Linked DNA regions of Zea mays: all the other regions are linked to region 1. Evidence: chromatin contacts called from public Hi-C data. All regions are on one chromosome and are shown on one strand. Each heading gives the region's core, a stretch centred on a gene start, on an enhancer-like site or on the middle of the called end of the contact. The rest is flanking DNA. Distances are from core to core; before and after follow the strand shown.

Region 1 (3,259 bases), core at 547-3,046:
CCAGACGTGGACTGAGGCGAGGTTCCGATGCGCGTCGAGGCTCGATTTTATTCCCAAGATCGCGCCAACCACCCGACCTAAATCCATGGAGATCCCCTGACTGTTACCGTTAGCGCGACCCGATTCAACAGCCGAGTTTCGCGGACGCGCGGCCAACGATTTCGACGGGGATTGTTCAGATCCACCCACCGGGAAGAAGGAACGGCTGACAACATGGTCCCGTCTGTCAGTGTCCGGGAGCGGAACAACGAGCCCGAGCTTCCTGGCTGATGCGCGCACACACACGGTGGCTGACGAGCGGGACCCAATGTCATCCACCCGAGCAGCATGGCGGCTGGGGTTGGCGGCTTGGCGCTGTGGAAGCGCTGGTGGGCTAGTTGGATGGTTGTTGGGCCGCACGGCTGAGGGAGAAATGGGCCGACTGAAGAACAATCGGCCCAATCGCAGCCAGATTTGTTTATTTCCTTTTCTGTTTTTAGTTTTCCTTTGTATTATTCTCCTTTTGAATTTCAAACTTGAATTCAAGCATTTGTGGCGCATTCTGTACCCAACATTTAGGTGTATAGTTTGATCATACTACTTATAGAATAAATTTATTTATTTATAATTTTTTTTGTATTGTGTAATATTTTTCTCCTTCTATTTTTAATCCCAATGTTAATTTGGGTTCCAATTCAAATCTCAATTCATTATTATATTTTTTTATTGGTACTAGTGTTATTATTCAATGCACAATCGAATGAACTCCAACATGATACATTAGGTATACATATTTATTCTAATTAATTTATTTGTTTGCTAAACGTTTGAACTATAAAGCACACTCATATTGCCTTCTTTCATTTTAGGAAAATAGTATTTTGCTTGTGAAATAGGGAGTAAAAGTTACTTCAAATTTATTATTCATGTAAATAAAGGATTATGGTGCATTATTTGATGATATGCATAATTATTTAGTTGGATAGGAATCTTTTCTATTAATTCTTTTCTAAAATATTTCTTGGTTTCCAAAATTGAGTCCTCAAATTCCCATACTCAAATGTAATTTAAGTTTACTATTTTATTACCTCATATTTTTATTTTATTATTATTATATTTTTTTTCTATACACCTTTTAGGCCTTACAGGAAGACGGACGGCGTTTTGCTTGGAGACATGCTGCGCAAAACTTCTGACCGCTGCCTTCTCAGCCCAAAATCTCATACGCCGACGAACGACCTGAGTATTGATGAGTAGTCAGACACATAAATCCGTGGCGACGGTACTCATCGCCTGCTCGAAAAAACGCGGCGGGCACCGTGAAAAGCGCCCGAAAACGGCAGAAATGCTCGCGCGCCGGGGACGAAAACCGCGGGGTTGCCGCGCCCGCCCACCCGCCCGCATGCGGCCTGGGGGCTCTCCGGCGGCTACCTGGGCTGCCTGGCCCGCAGAGAGACACGGCCCGACGCCCTTCACCTTACCATTGCGTCTCGCGACTCTCGCCATTTTCCTGCTTACGCACACGCGAACCTTGTGTGCGCTGCAGCTGGGCACACCGACACTTCCCTCCGTCCGGCCCCGCATGCCAGCCTGTGCCCTCTCGCTGTCCCCACCCACCACACCGCGTCTCACGTCTCTCTCGCTCCTTCCGTCGGCTGGCTAGCTTGGCTTTGGCTCTGCTTCCCCGACCTGTCCTCCATCCTCTCTCTCTCTCTTCACTGATAAGCAAGCTCTCACACACACACAGTCGCACGCCTCACTCTGCTCTCTCTCTCTCTCTCTCTCTCTCTCCATAGTCCATACTACAAAGCAGGAAAAAACACACACACACAAAAGAAAGGCTCACAATACCCACCTCCATTTAGCTACTACTACTCCCTCGCTGTCTTCCCCAACCAACAAATCGACCTAGCTAGGCACAAGAGCGCTAGACGCCGCAGCGCAGCACGCACCACCCACCGAGCGGCGGCGGAGGCAGGGCAATCCGCAGGGAGCAGAGGCCGCGCGCGCAGGCATGGGCGCGCCGGTGCACGGCGCCCTCGCCTTGTTCCTCCTGCTCCTGGTGGGGGCAGGGGCGGCGCCCGAGGAGACGGCGCCGCAGGAACCCACATTGCCAGCCACCGGCTCCGGCGCTACCGGCGCAGCGGCGGTCGGAGTCAACTCCAACTCCGTGCTGGTGGCGCTGCTGGATTCGCACTACACGGAGCTGGCGGAACTGGTGGAGAAGGCGCTGCTCCTGCAGACGCTGGAGGACGCCGTCGGGAAGCACAACGTCACCATCTTCGCGCCGCGGAACGAGGCGCTGGAGCGGGACCTGGACCCGGAGTTCAAGCGCTTCCTGCTGGAGCCGCGCAACCTCAGGTCGCTGCAGGCGCTGCTGCTCTACCACGTCCTCCCCTCGCGCCTGCCCTCCGACTCCTGGCCCGCGGCGTCCCACCCCACGCTGTCCGGCGAGGAGGTCGAGCTCGGCGCCGGCATGCGCGTCGGCCACGCCGCCGTCACGCGCCCGGACGCCGTGCTCAGGCCCGACGGGGTCATCCACGGCATCGAGCGCCTCCTCGTGCCGCGCTCCGTGCAGGAGGACTTCAACCGCCGCCGCAGCCTCGCGGCGATCTCGGCCGTGCTGCCCACGGGCGCGCCCGAGGTGGACCCCAGGACGCACCGCCTCAAGAAGCCCGCGCCGCCGGTGGCCCCCGGCGCGCCCCCCGTGCTCCCGGTCTGGGACGCCATGGCGCCCGGCCCCTCCATCGCCCCCGCGCCGGCGCCTGGCCCGGGCTCCGGGAAGCACCACTTCGACGGCCACAGCCAGGTCAAGGACTTCATCCAGACGCTGCTCCTCTACGGCGGCTACAACGAGCTCGCCGACATCCTCGTCAACCTCACCTCCCTCGCCACCGAGATGGGCCGCCTCGTCTCCGAGGGCTACGTCCTCACCGTGCTCGCCCCCAACGACGAGGCCATGGCGCGCCTCACCACGGACCAGCTCAGCGAGCCCGGCTCGCCCGAGAACATCCTCTACTACCACATGATCCCCGAGTACCAGACCGAGGAGTCCATGTACAACGCCGTGCGCCGCTTCGGCAAGGTGCGCTACGACACGCTGCGCCTGCCGCACAAGGTCGTGGCGCGGGAGGCCGACGGCTCCGTCAAGTTCGGCCAGGGCGAGGGCTCCGCCTACCTCTTCGACCCGGACATCTACACCGACGGGAGGATCTCCGTGCAGGGCATCGACGCCGTGCTGTTCGCGCCGGACGACACCAAGGCCACGCAGACAGCCGAC
Region 2 (3,259 bases), core at 322-2,821, 490 kb before region 1:
GATGGTTCCATCGCTGTCGAGGTTGGAGGAATTGAGATAGGTCAAGGATTGTGGACTAAAGTGAAGCAGATGACGGCCTTTGGACTGGGACAGCTGTGTCCTGATGGTGGCGAATGCCTTCTGGACAAGGTTCGGGTTATCCAGGCAGACACATTAAGCCTGATCCAAGGAGGTATGACTGCTGGGAGCACCACTTCTGAAACTAGCTGTGAAGCAGTTCGGCAATCGTGTGTTGCACTTGTTGAGAGGCTGAAGCCTATCAAGGAGAGTCTCGAAGCTAAGTCCAACACAGTGGAATGGAGTGCCTTGATTGCTCAGGTGAGGATAATAACTTAACTCTAACTCTGTTGGTAACATGCCACTTAATATGATTGAAAGAGATGCCAAGAAATAAAGTTACTCAAATCTGTTTGCCTCCCTTCATTCCATCATTAATGTATTGCAGTCGGTAGCAATGTCAAATAAGTTTAAGGAACTGGAACTCAATATCAAGCAGTTTAAATTATTCATGACATTTGTTCCTCATTTACAGGCAAGCATGGCGAGTGTGAACCTATCAGCACAGGCGTACTGGACTCCTGATCCATCTTTCAAGAGCTACTTGAACTACGGAGCTGGCACCAGTGAGGTATCCTTGATCCAAAATACAATACTAACAGCACAAGCGCAATTAGCAAGCGATTTTGTTGGAGGTTGCAGATTTGCAGCTAAAGTTCTTTAAACCTGACATTTCATTGGGATTTTGCAAATGGTCATCGCAGGTGGAAGTTGATATCCTAACAGGAGCAACCACAATTCTGCGAAGCGACCTGGTGTATGACTGCGGGCAGAGCCTAAACCCTGCTGTAGACTTGGGCCAGGTCAGCTATAAAATGAACACAGTTCACGCAGACCATTGTATCAACAAAAATGTGCTCCTCCTCTAAAAACACTGTTCATCATTTATCCAGATCGAGGGCTGCTTTGTCCAAGGAATAGGGTTCTTCACGAACGAGGACTACAAGACGAATTCCGACGGCTTGGTCATCCACGACGGCACATGGACGTACAAGATCCCCACGGTGGATAATATCCCGAAGGAGTTCAATGTTGAGATGTTTAACAGCGCCCCTGACAAGAAGCGTGTCCTATCTTCCAAAGGCAAGTATCTCCTCACAATGTTTCATCCCCTCTCCACATTCTCAACACTCATGCGGACATCATCAAATTCTGGTAACTGCATATGAAAAAAAAACCAAAATCCTGACATACCGGGGACTTGTTTGCAGCGTCGGGCGAGCCGCCGCTGGTTCTCGCAGCCTCGGTGCACTGCGCGATGAGGGAGGCCATCAGGGCGGCGAGGAAGGAGTTCTCGGTCAGCACCAGCCCCGCGAAATCCGCCGTCACATTCCAGATGGACGTGCCGGCGACGATGCCCGTCGTCAAGGAGCTCTGCGGCCTCGACGTCGTGGAGAGGTACCTCGAGAACGTGTCTGCCGCCAGTGCCGGCCCAAACACAGCGAAAGCATAGATCCAGCAGGCCTCAGGGTGCAGTCGGCGCACTGCCAGAGATGATGTGTGCTGCCCTGATGTACAGACAGTACAGTACAGAGGAGAGAGAATTGGGGGAACTCAGGAACTGCGAGGAGCGATGAACAGTATATAGAGTGAAAAATAAAAGTGCTTCGTACTAATAATCACTAGAAAAAATTATGCACATCTCCCACGCACTACCGGCACGACTGTTGAATATTTTGTAAAATAAGATGTCATAAGCTATTTATTTTCTGTATGATTAGATCAGCAAATAATTTAATTCAAGTATAAATCACAGAAATCCGCTATTGTGCACCGAAAAATAAAATCCTGATAAGCATTAAACACCAAGCTAGGAAATTGATGCAGCAAACACACATAATATCCCATTTTCGATATGAAAATGAAATCACAAAAAAATAAGAGGCATTTTCGATACTACCACATAGTGCTACCTGTTGACAATCACTCATCATCAACCCGAACCACAAAGGACAAGTCAACCTTGTGTTCTCAATCTCCCCCTTAATGAGTGCATTGTCAACACCACCATTTGAGCATATGTAAACAGAAAGAGGAAGGAGAAGAGAAATTCAATCAAATGACCATAAGAGATAAAAACCAGACAAGTCATTTAGAGTAAGCAAAACTTGGTCCCCAAAGAAATGGGCAACGGCTCAACACGACAAAGCAAGAAAAGGCTAGCCCTCAATAAAAAGCAAAAGCAGGGTTCAACACCACTAGCCAAAAGCCAAGATCTCATCGGAGCACAAAAGAAGATCAGAGCATAAAAAACCAATTCAGAGCATAAGATCAACACAAAAGGCTAAAATCTTCTTCCAGAACGAGGCAAACGACTCAACACAACTAGCAATAGCTCCAAATAACATATCTCACCCTCTTGAATGAGAGGAAGCCCGAAAGACATAATTCTCCCCCTAGATAGAGAAAACAGGAAATCTCAAAATCTCTCCCCTTATTGACAAGTGAACTCATCAAGCACAGATAGGGTAGAAAGAAAAAACTCCCCCTTGACAAGAGAACCTCCCCTGAGAGAAAAAAAACAGAAATGCAACAAAGAGTATAAAATAGAGAAAATGCATGAGCTTCAGGAGTATACCAGCCAGAGTGTAAAAAATGCTCTAAGTGGTGTTGTGCTAAATGTGCAGCAATAAATGCATGTGGTAGCAGATGCTCAAACTGGGCATATGCACAAGATATGTGAAGTGTAAGTATTTTGATTTAGTTTTAAGCATTTCAAAGAGATGTTCACCACAAAGACAACACTAAGCATATAGTAAGCAGGAAATCAACTAAGTGTCAGTCACATGTGAACAATGTGAACTACTCCAAACAGTGATCACTCATCATGCTAGAAACATATCTGAAATAGATACCATTTGAAATTTTCAAGATTTATCGGATTTTGCAGCGGATTACAAATTTCATTGAAAAGCATATGAGTGCGAGAGGTTGTAAGCATTGTCTTTGTCTGACTTTTCAATCGGGTGTAGCCTATGCAGACAAGCAATCAGAAGCTAAAAACACCGGTTTCGATCGTCCACTACACTGCTCAAGTTCATCCAAAAGTGCAAATGGAAGCAGTCTTGATACAGTGATGCGCGGACAAATACAAACCCATCTTGATCTTCTGATTATCACTTATCTTGATTTTGAATCTTTAGCACGATATGAATAAATCAAGAGAAGTGAATGACTCAAGGCATGAGACATAGCCACCTAG
Region 3 (3,259 bases), core at 396-2,895, 360 kb before region 1:
GAATTGGTTGATCCATCACCACCTCATCCCCCATGAGCTAATACTAGTATAGTCATGAAGAATGAGCTGATTCCACCAAAATTCGTGAGATAAAATCATGATGCACCACCTCATCTAGGATAGGATGGTTTCTCATATCAAACACCATATTACGTTCCACACAAACAAAATTTCTTAAGGTAGATCCAGTGTCGAAGGCTCTTACATGAATGAGGTGCAAGCCTTCCCCGCAAATGCGGAGAGGCTGTTTCGAAAGCGTGACCTAATGACTCAGTGAGACAGCTCTCACCACCTCACCAGGCCTACCCTTCTTAAGCTGGAATGTCTTAAGTTGAAGAAAATCAGTTAATGAACTTCACCAATCAAATTACAAATTTCTCACCTAATTGTAGCCTATGGAAAAATTTAGATGGAATAATTTAGGTATCAGACATCCATGGATATTGTACAGATGGAAGCACACAAATATAGACTGACAATCCAGAAAGATATAACAGAGGAAGCAAGCAATACCATATTAAGCTAACGTCAACTCACTGCCTACATCCAGTTCCCAATCGAGACACCAAAAACATGCCATATGACTCCACAACAACATAGCAAATCCGCATAGTCTTTTGGATCTAGCTGTCCATTAAATTTGTCCTTATACATGTGTTGTTGTCACTCCATCATACAGAAACAAGACAGCAAGTTATACCTGATACGTGAAGTTGACCAGCGTGGGGCCAGGTCCAAGACCACCGGTATCCACCCCGAGGCCGTCCTTCCATTCCGCCGGTATGGCCGGACCGCCCAGGCTTCGAATGATCGCTGCTGCCGTCTTGGCCGACACCGGCATGGAGGGGATACTCGGAAACCGCTGCTTGACTGCCTTATCGTCGAACTTCAAACGCTCCGCACCGCTGGTGGCGGCCCACCCGGGGGTGAGCGGATCGCCGGGGCCGCCGAGAAGAACGACTCCTCTCTCGACGCCGCCGTCCGCGTTGCCCGCGATGAGCACGGCGACGGCTCCCTTGTCCGCAGCGCGCGCCACAACCCCGCCGCGGTACCCACCCCCGCGGCGCGCCACCGCGACGCGGCCGCGCACGCCCACTCCAAGCCTCTCGAGCACGACGTAGTCCTCCTCGCGGCCGAGGTTGACGAACACCGCCTCCGCGACGGCCCCGCCGGACGGCGCGTACGCGTGGTACGGAGGCACGACGCGGCGCCCCTCGTCCGCGGGCTCCTCGAGCGACAGGCGCGCGAGCAGGGACCCGTCGGGCCGGAGCAGCGCGAGGGAGGCGTGCCCAGGGTACGAGAGCAGCGGCTCGTACTCGCGCGTTAGGGTTTGGAGTCCCGCGGCGCGGAGGCGGGCGAGCACGTGCGCGGCTGCACCCGCCGACGCAGGCGTCCCCGCGAGGTGCGGCCCCGCGGTGAGCGCGCGGAGGTCAGCCGCGATGCTCGCGTTGGCCCCGGGGGACTGCGACAGGAACAGCCGGGACCGGGAGGGATCAGTGAGTCGGTCGCTGGCGGCGGCCGCCGCCACATGGGGCCTCCCGGGGCGGCGGTGGAGAACGAGCAGCGAGACGAGGAGCAGCAGCCCGAAGGCAGCTACGAGCCGGACGGAGCCGGGGGGCAGACGGGCCAGGACGGAGTGCGGCATTCCTCAGGCCCTGCGCGGCACCGGAACTGACCGCACACGCCGGTTCCGGCAGGCTTTGCGACGGCGGAGGCGAGCGAGTGACGGAGTGAGCGTGTGAAATGGGAGCTCGTGAAATGGCGAGGAGGGACAGGAGCCAGGATGCTTTCCTGGGTGCTTCGGTGTGTATCACTACCACCGTGCCGCCGTACGCAGCTTTACGCCCCGACCCCCGTTAATGGAGCTTTTCCGTTGCCACTGCACACTCCATCAGTTGAGCTGAAGCGACTGCGGTCCGGGTCAGGTACTCCGGCACGTTCATTCAGGTGTCCGCACAGTCGGCGCACACGCAGATTGGCTGGGTCCGGCCGGCATCGGCAAGAGCTCTCCTGTCTGTTATCTCGCCACAAAAATAATATGGCATACCTATAATATAAAACAGTATTTTACATGATCACATAGATTAGTCGGTTAAATAAAAAACTAACTTTAGAAAAATAGGTAAACTATGATAATTAGATAACGAATCAAACATGCTCTAAATTTTTAGTGACTTTTGCATGACCGGATTAGGCACTTGAGCTTAGGGTAGAACCAACAGGTAGCTTCGATAGGCCCCTAACTATCCTAGAATTTGGTTTAAAAACAAAACTATTTCTCATGGTTTAGACATAAGGAAACAAATCTATACAGTTTGGAACCTAAATTGATGAATTAAATGTGTTATGATCATTTTGTTATTTTCTGTTCTTGAACTGAATTGATGGAATTTATATATGTGGTACCGAATTATGGGCGATATTACATTTAAAATATTTTCTTCTTAACTACTCTAGGTTCAAATTCTAGATCTGCCACTACTTGGGCTCATAGCCTGGACCGGGCTAGCCCTATGTGCCTCGTCTCATGGCATCATTTACGCTACTTAGGTTATGTCGGGACGATAAATTCTAGTTTGGTATTGGTTTGTATTGTCATATCATTGCAACCCAAGGTTGGACTGTGCACTAATCTCTTCTCTACTACTGTAAATTACCTGTTTCCACCATTTCCCCACATTTAAATAGTAAAAAGAGCTAAAATTATGCACATATATAGATTTAAACCATGGTTGTTGGCTCCAAACATACATTCACAACCACGTAGCCAACAAAACACACATGTCTTTGGGTGTTATACTTTATACTCAAGCGTGTATAGAAACCATAACAACGTACAAATACCTAACTAGTTCCTCTAACTCATGTCTTCTCATCTAAATTCTAAACACAAATATCCAGTGAGTTTTTATGGTTCATGCAACGCGCGCACTCTAAAAAAGACGAGGGTCTATCTTGTCGGCAACCGAAATAAGTCTACGTGGTTGGTACTTGCACTCACACTTTGTTGACAACCAAAATATAACTCCAGAACAAGGGTTTGTCTTGTTTGCTACTATTTTAGTGCTGTAACATTCTAAGTCTCTGACCACAAATATCTTCATTGTGTTGGATGTGTATTCTACATTCGGTTAACATGAACCGAATTAGGCTTAACCCAACTAACTCCCTAATCCACACGCCCTTGATTTGGGGGCACCTAACCTAATGTTTGCAGCCCCCAGCTCACCTTGCACCATATAAAAGGGATTAAGGGGCC

Evidence for each region. A called contact is a pair of places that touch in the nucleus more often than the background predicts.
Region 2: a Hi-C map of ear shows a contact between it and region 1, with 2.2 times the contacts expected there. The contact joins the enhancer-like site here to the promoter of LOC100191430 in region 1. A contact is called at or near these places in 2 of 25 Hi-C or Micro-C datasets (ear and leaf).
Region 3: a Hi-C map of ear shows a contact between it and region 1, with 2.3 times the contacts expected there. The contact joins the promoter of VP8 here to the promoter of LOC100191430 in region 1. A contact is called at or near these places in 6 of 25 Hi-C or Micro-C datasets (bundle sheath, ear, endosperm and 3 more).

Annotation. Positions count from the first base shown.
Region 1 is chr1:292,773,190-292,776,448 of Zm-B73-REFERENCE-NAM-5.0, reverse strand. LOC100191430 reads left to right here and starts at 1,796. Exons shown (of 2, transcript NM_001136863.1): 1 at 1,796-3,259. The coding sequence starts at 1,994.
Region 2 is chr1:293,263,068-293,266,326 of Zm-B73-REFERENCE-NAM-5.0, reverse strand. AO1 (Indole-3-acetaldehyde oxidase) reads left to right here. Exons shown (of 10, transcript NM_001111838.1): 6 at 1-318; 7 at 533-628; 8 at 762-860; 9 at 951-1,140; 10 at 1,269-1,770. The coding sequence ends at 1,510. Among protein-coding and RNA genes, the nearest start is that of AO1, 7.6 kb to the left of the region's middle. Within about 2 kb of position 1,571, at least 17 of the 20 cell types and tissues checked have an H3K27ac peak or open chromatin away from gene starts, as enhancers often do. A contact at or near this core is called in ear and leaf, where this site is marked.
Region 3 is chr1:293,130,859-293,134,117 of Zm-B73-REFERENCE-NAM-5.0, reverse strand. VP8 (Probable glutamate carboxypeptidase VP8) reads right to left here and starts at 1,645. Exons shown (of 10, transcript NM_001127252.1): 1 at 701-1,645. The coding sequence starts at 1,645.